2 separate regions of the Oryctolagus cuniculus genome follow, and region 1 is linked to region 2. The links are chromatin contacts, called in public Micro-C maps. All regions are on one chromosome and are shown on one strand. Each heading gives the region's core, a stretch centred on a gene start, on an enhancer-like site or on the middle of the called end of the contact. The rest is flanking DNA. Distances are from core to core; before and after follow the strand shown.

Evidence for each region. Hi-C and Micro-C count contacts between places; a contact is called where the count stands out from the background.
Region 1: a contact with region 2 is called in a Micro-C map of ear pinna, with 6 times the contacts expected there. The contact joins the promoter of ZBTB10 here to the promoter of HEY1 in region 2. A contact is called at or near these places in 3 of 6 Hi-C or Micro-C datasets (ear pinna, skin fibroblasts and an unstated tissue).

Annotation. Positions count from the first base shown.
Region 1 is chr6:105,999,633-106,002,928 of mOryCun1.1, forward strand. ZBTB10 (zinc finger and BTB domain containing 10) reads left to right here and starts at 1,730. Exons shown (of 6, transcript XM_017341413.3): 1 at 1,730-2,833. The coding sequence starts at 1,844. LOC127490727 (a long non-coding RNA gene) reads right to left here and starts at 1,177. Exons shown (of 7, transcript XR_011389489.1): 1 at 434-1,177.
Region 2 is chr6:105,308,657-105,311,567 of mOryCun1.1, forward strand. HEY1 (hes related family bHLH transcription factor with YRPW motif 1) reads right to left here and starts at 1,318. Exons shown (of 5, transcript XM_008255689.4): 1 at 970-1,318; 2 at 779-854; 3 at 555-638; 4 at 265-346. The coding sequence starts at 1,058.

The DNA.
Region 1 (3,296 bases), core at 480-2,979, 690 kb after region 2:
GGGGGGGGGCGGTGAAACTTGTTTGAACGACAATAACAAAAAAAAAAACTTGACTTATCTAATACTGTAAACTAGCATATGAGCCTAAACACTGCAGAATTTGCTACATGTAGCATCTTTTTAAAAGACTTTTTTTAAAAAGGGATCAATGTTAAGGGCTCCAAACCGGAGAACCTTTCAGTGAAAAAGTCCACTAGGATGGTCGCCTTGGGCGCTTCACTCCCAGCTCAATCAGTTCTAATCACTCTAAATTCTATATGCAATGTAAACAGTTGGCGTTGCTTTTTTTTTTTTTCTTTTCAAATGAGCCCTTGCTGCGCTGGGGCTGGCAATCTCGGGAGCCGCGCGCCGGGTCCGTGCGAGCAGCCTCCTGCCGCGGCTGGGGAAAACCCTGCCTAATATTTATAACGTTATGACATACTGTAATACTCACAAGGTGGTTGTAGAAGTATAAACACGAGCCGAGCCCTCTGATTGGTTGCCGGTGATGTAACACCCATGTCAATACTTCCCAGTGAACGCACGTGTTCGACCTTTTATTTAAATTTCCATTTCATCACGGCCGTCAAGACACTCGGGGCGGTGCGTTTTCGGCGAGAGGATGGTTGCCCCCGGGGCCCGAGGCGCTGCCCTGGCATCCAGGGCAGGCGGTGGTCCGCGGCTCGCCACCTCCTCGCCCGAGAGGCGCTCGCCCGCTCCAGTCTTTGTGAGGGGACAAAATAAGTTCACTTCCTCGGGCACCGCCATCCACACACACCCACACCCCCACCCACCGCACCCCACCCCACCCCACCCACCCCCAGCAAATGACAAGGCTGGAGCGCAGCTTCCCACCGCGCACTTATTTCCCAAAGTCCCAGGTGAACTCGTGGCGAGAGGAGGAAAACGCGCGTCCCGGGCGCGGGTAGGTGCCTGTGGGCAGCGGGGAGGCGGCCAGACCCTGACACTCGCCAGCTGTTTGTCCTCCGCGCAGCCCTGGCCCCGGCCGCACACGCCCGCCCCTCCCCGAGACCCCCAGCCGGCCGCCCGGCCTTTTGTCCCCCCGCCCCTCGGCCGACTTCCTTCCCTGCGGCCGCACCCCCGCCCCCAGGCCGGAGGCGCGGCCCGGCCCCTTTCCCGGTCCCCTGGCGCCCCCACCCCACCCCAGCCCAGCCCCAAGCCCAGCCCCCCTCCCCCAGCCCGGCCCCCACCCTTTCCCCCTCCAGCGGTTACTGCTACCCCGGTGCATTGTGGGCGCACGGTCCGTTGTTCATTTGCCATTCGACCTCCGCCAGGGCCTGGTCGGACGGAAGCGCTCCGCCGGCTTTATTGTCGGCTCGTTATGTGGCGGAGCCGGGCAGTTTAACGTGCCTCTCGTCCTCAGCGCGTCGGCAGCCGGCGGCGGCGGCGGCGGCGGGACTCCTCGGCGCGCCGGAGGAAGGATATCTGTTTGGAGGGTCGGTGTGTGCGCGCGGCGTAGAAGAGGGGGCAGCGGAGGGTCTCCCCGCACTCCGCCTCTCAACTTCGAAGGCCCCACGCGCCCCGGCTCGCTCCTCGCCTCTCCGCCGCCCGCCCCCTTCTCCGCGCGGGACGCTGCCCGGAGCGCAGCGGGGCGGGGGTGGAGGACGCGGAGAGCGGCCGGAGGCGGCGGCGGCGGCGGCGGCAGCGGACGCGGACGCGTGCGGCAGCCCCGGGCGCGAGCCGGGCGGGAGGGCGAGGCCGAGCCCCGCGAGACCGGAACGCCGGGGGCGGGGGCGAAGCGGAGGGGGAGCCGCGGGGAGCGCGCGGGACGCGGCCCGAGGCCGGGCGCGAGCCGGGGCACCGGGCGGCGGCGGCGGCGGCGGCGGCGGCGGCTGCGCGCGCCATGTCGTTCAGTGAGATGAACCGCAGGACGCTGGCGTTCCGAGGAGGCGGGTTGGTCACCGCCAGCGGCGGCTCCACGAACAATAACGCTGGCGGGGAGGCCTCGGCTTGGCCTCAGCAGCCGCAGCCAAGACAGCCCCCGCCGCCGGCGCCGCCCGCGCTTCAGCAGCCCAATGGGCGGGGGGCCGACGAGGAAACGGAATTGGAGGGCCTGGAGCCCCAAGACTTGGAGGCCTCCGCTGGGGCGGCCGCTGCTGCGGCTGCCGCGGCCGCCGCCGAGGAAGCTAAGGAGTTGCTGCTCCCCCAAGACGCGGGCGGCCCCACCTCGCTGGGCGGCGGTGGCGCGGGGGGCCCCTTGCTAGCGGAAAGGAACCGTCGGACTCTGGCCTTCCGAGGAGGCGGCGGCGGCGGGGGTCTCGGCAACAATGGCAGTAGCCGCGGCCGGCCCGAGACCTCGGCGTGGCCCCTGAGGCATTTCAATGGACGAGGGCCGGCGGCTGTGGAGCTGGAGCTGGACGCGCTGGAGGGGAAGGAGTTGATGCAGGACGGCGCGTCCCTGAGCGACAGCACCGAGGACGAGGAGGAGGGGGCGAGCCTGGGCGACGGCAGTGGGGCGGAAGGCGGCAGCTGCGGCAGCAGCAGGCGGTCGGGCGGCGATGGCGGGGACGAAGTGGAGGGCAGCGGTGTGGGAGCTGGCGAAGGAGAGACTGTCCAGCACTTGCCGCTCGCGCGGTCCAAGTCCCTAATGCAGAAGCTCCAGTGCTCCTTCCAGACCTCCTGGCTAAAGGATTTTCCCTGGCTGCGGTATTCCAAGGATACTGGCCTTATGTTTTGCGGCTGGTGCCAAAAGACCTCCGAGGATGGGGGCAGCGTGGACCTGCCCCAGGTGGGGCACGATGAGCTTTCTCGAGGGACCCGCAACTACAAGAAAACCCTTCTCCTGAGGCACCACGTCTCTACCGAGCACAAACTCCACGAAGCCAACGCCCAGGTAGGCTAGAGCTCGCGCCTGCCTCTTTTAGGGGGAAGATTCCTTGGCTAAACCACCCATTCCCCTGAGCGAGGGCATCGCTCCCGTTGAGAGGGGTGCGGGGAGCCTTCCGCGTGGGGGTTTGGAAAGCCTGGGAACAAGTTTGCAAAAGTTGTGTATGTGGTGTGGGGGGAGGGGAACGGAATGACAATTTTCTAATCGTACCGCTGACTGTGTTTTTATGTCTTTATGACTGAGATTTCTTTGCTCTTGGGATTGAATCCAGTAGAAGGTTTTGAAAAAGTAGGTTGAAGGTTTTAGTCTAAAAGGATGACTTCGGGTCATGTATTTTATTAGCTGTGATTTTAGCGAAGCCGCCTTATGTTCGTAGAGGTTTAGTGTACTGCTGGAAGTCAGATCTGGCAACTGAAGAGTGGATTAGGCAGAGTTCCCTAAACCTGGCAATACCTCTCCCAAGAAACCG
Region 2 (2,911 bases), core at 68-2,567:
AACTTCAGGGGACTTCGGGAATAACAGGCATTGTCCAAAAAGATGCATTTGCTCAATCTGCAGAGGGTGCGGGCGATGAAGTCACTGGAGGAAATGTTGCTGTGCGTTTGAAAATGTACCATCAGGCGAGTGCACGCACCGTTCAGAAATGAGAGACACCAGGCGGTGACTGCGCCGGTCTGGTCCGCTGCTGCCGCTGCTCTCTGCACCCCCATAGTCGGGAGCCCCCCACCCCGCCCCGCCAGGAAATACGGAGCCATATACCTTTCCCTCCCGCAGTGTGCAGCATTTTCAGATGATCCACCGTCATCTGCAGGATCTCGGCTTTCTCTAGCTTAGCGGAGCCCTGGAGAAGAGAACAGCAAGATTGCTGGGCCTATGAGAACTTAACGCACGGACACACAGAAACCGTCAAGCGTAGACCCAAGGAAACAACGCGTCTAAAATGCGTGGGAACCGCCGCAGGACTTCAGCCGCGGCTCCCCTCCGAGGCTCGGGGGCAGCGGGTTCGGAAGGCGCGCGCAACTCGGAGCTCGCCCTTCTCCCTCCATTACCTGCTTCTCAAAGGCGCTGGGTACCAGCCTCCTCAGCTCGGACAAACTGTTATTGATCCGGTCTCGTCGGCGCTTCTCAATGATCTGCAGAAAGCAGGCACAACAAAGGAGGACATTGCCACTACTGCTGGACACCCCGCAGGGAAGAAACGGTGGTCCTCCCCGTTAATGCGTAACCAAGATAGTCACAACAGTAAGTAAATAAGGATTATCCAGAGACTCACGCCTCTCCGACGTTTCCTGGCCAAGATCTGGGAAGATGTGGTTGGAGACATGGAACCCAGAGCCGAACTCAAGTTTCTAAGGGCAGAGAGAGAGAGACAAGGGGCAGGGGAGGCCCCGTTCAGCGAGGGGAGGGGACCCGCGAGGTCTCCCCCGCGCCCTGCCCGGCCGCTCGCTGTCACCGCGGACTCACCCATTCTCGTCCGCACTCTCCTTCTCCACCTCTACGGTCTCGTCCAGCTCGCTATCCGACGAGCTGTACTCGGGGTGAGCGCGCTTCATGCTGCGGCAGCTCCGGGGCTCCTGGGGAGGGTCGGCGCGGCGGGCAGGGAGTTCACCACGGCGGCGCCTCTCCGCGCTCGGCTGCTCGCGCCCGCCACACACTGATCCCGCTCGCGCTCTGCCTCGGGTTAAAACTCAACCATCCCTTTCCCACGCTGAGCCCCTTCCCAGGGCCCTGGGGAGGGCGGGCGAGGAGGCGGAGGGGCGGGGCGGCGGCTGCCGGGCAACAGCTTCACCCCCACCACCACCACCCCCGCCACGGCCAATCCGACTCCTCGCCCCGCTGATTGGCAGCCGCCAGGGCAGGGGGGCGGAGCGAGGCGGAGGGCGAGGGCGGGCCGCGCCCCCGGCGGCGGTGCGTCGGCTCCGCGGGGGCTCCGCAGTAGGGGGGTGACGGAGGAGGCGCAGGCGGCGGTGGGCCGGCGGCGGGGAGGCGCTGGGGGCCGGGCCGGGACACCAGCCCGCCGGCGGCCGCTGCCCCGCCCCGCCCCGCGCGCCCCGATTGGCCTGGCCGCGCGCCAGAGCCGCGCCTGCAGCGCCGCCGCTGAGCCGCACGCGCCGCGGGCCGTGGGAAAGTGCCGGCGCCGCGGCCGCCAGCCAATCCGGGCGGACGGCGACGGCGGCCGCGCTGGCGGCGGCGGCGGCGGCGCTGGGCGTCCGCATGAATGGAGAAGAATGGGCAGGCGGAGGAGCGGGGCCGCGCGATGGCGCGCAGGCCGGAGCTGGGCGGCCGGCCGCGGGCTGGGCCCCCCGTGTGAACCTGTAATCGGAGCCCGGGCGCCGGCCGGCCCCGGAAACCGCCGCCCAGCGACGCCGTAAATCTCGGCTGCGTGGCCGCCTGTGTCCGGCGACCGGAGGGCGCGCGCCGCTGGCGGGGCCGCAGCTGGTGCACCTGGCCCGGCCGCGCGCCGGCCGCTCGGGGCAGCCAAGCCGGGAAGCGGGGAGAGGGCCGCCCAGGCGCCGGGCGCGCCCGCGGTGGCCGCCGTCCCAGGGGCCGGCCGCTTGGAGGGGCAGGACTTGGGTTGAGGGATGTCCTTTTTCGGGGTTGGGGCCCTTGGCCTCGCGGGGAGCCAGACGCCTCCGGGATGGAGTGAATTCCCCGGTGCTTGTAATTTCCGGGGCAATGGAGCGCTTGTTTTCTGGGCTGAAAGCGAGGGAGTGGGGGATCCTTGGGGATATTCATTATGTTTTTGTTTTTTTTTTTTTTCTTTTCTTTTCCCCAGGCGTCGGCGGCTAGATCCTTTCCGCGGGCGACAGGGTGGCGGGTTGGGCGTTTATTTCTGGGCCCCGCCTCGCTGCGGGAGAGCACGAGCAGCCCTTCTGCTCTGGCCTGGCTGTGCGGTGGCGCCTATTAGGAGCTACGTGAGGTCCCACGAGACCCTCCCCCCAAGGAGGACAGATTTAAAAAAAAAAAAAATATACGGTTTTACATCCCCAGATCCATTCCTAATGCCAGGTTTTGTAGAAATGGGCAGGAGGGTTACTGTGAATTTGAAAACCCGGTCGTCTCTGTCCCTTATGGTGGCTAAATGCACGCATGGGCTTGCAGCCGGCTCTGTGAAATAAAGCTATAGGGACGTGGTTGAGAGTGCCAGAGGAATGTGCTCCCCTTGGCAAGTAGCTTTTCCTATGCTGGACCGCGTCCGTGTTTTCAGTGCCGCCCTGAAACACCTGGTCACCACGCTGGGCGACCTGAACCTCATTCCCTGGTTCCTGTCTCAGCACCTCCTCACCCCCAACCCCTCCACACGTTCTGCAGCCTCCTAGATCCCACTAAAGCGCTTACAGCACTCACCTCTGGCCCCTCGGCCCTCCGTGCCCTGACCCGCTTCTCCCTCTAGGCTGGGTCCCTG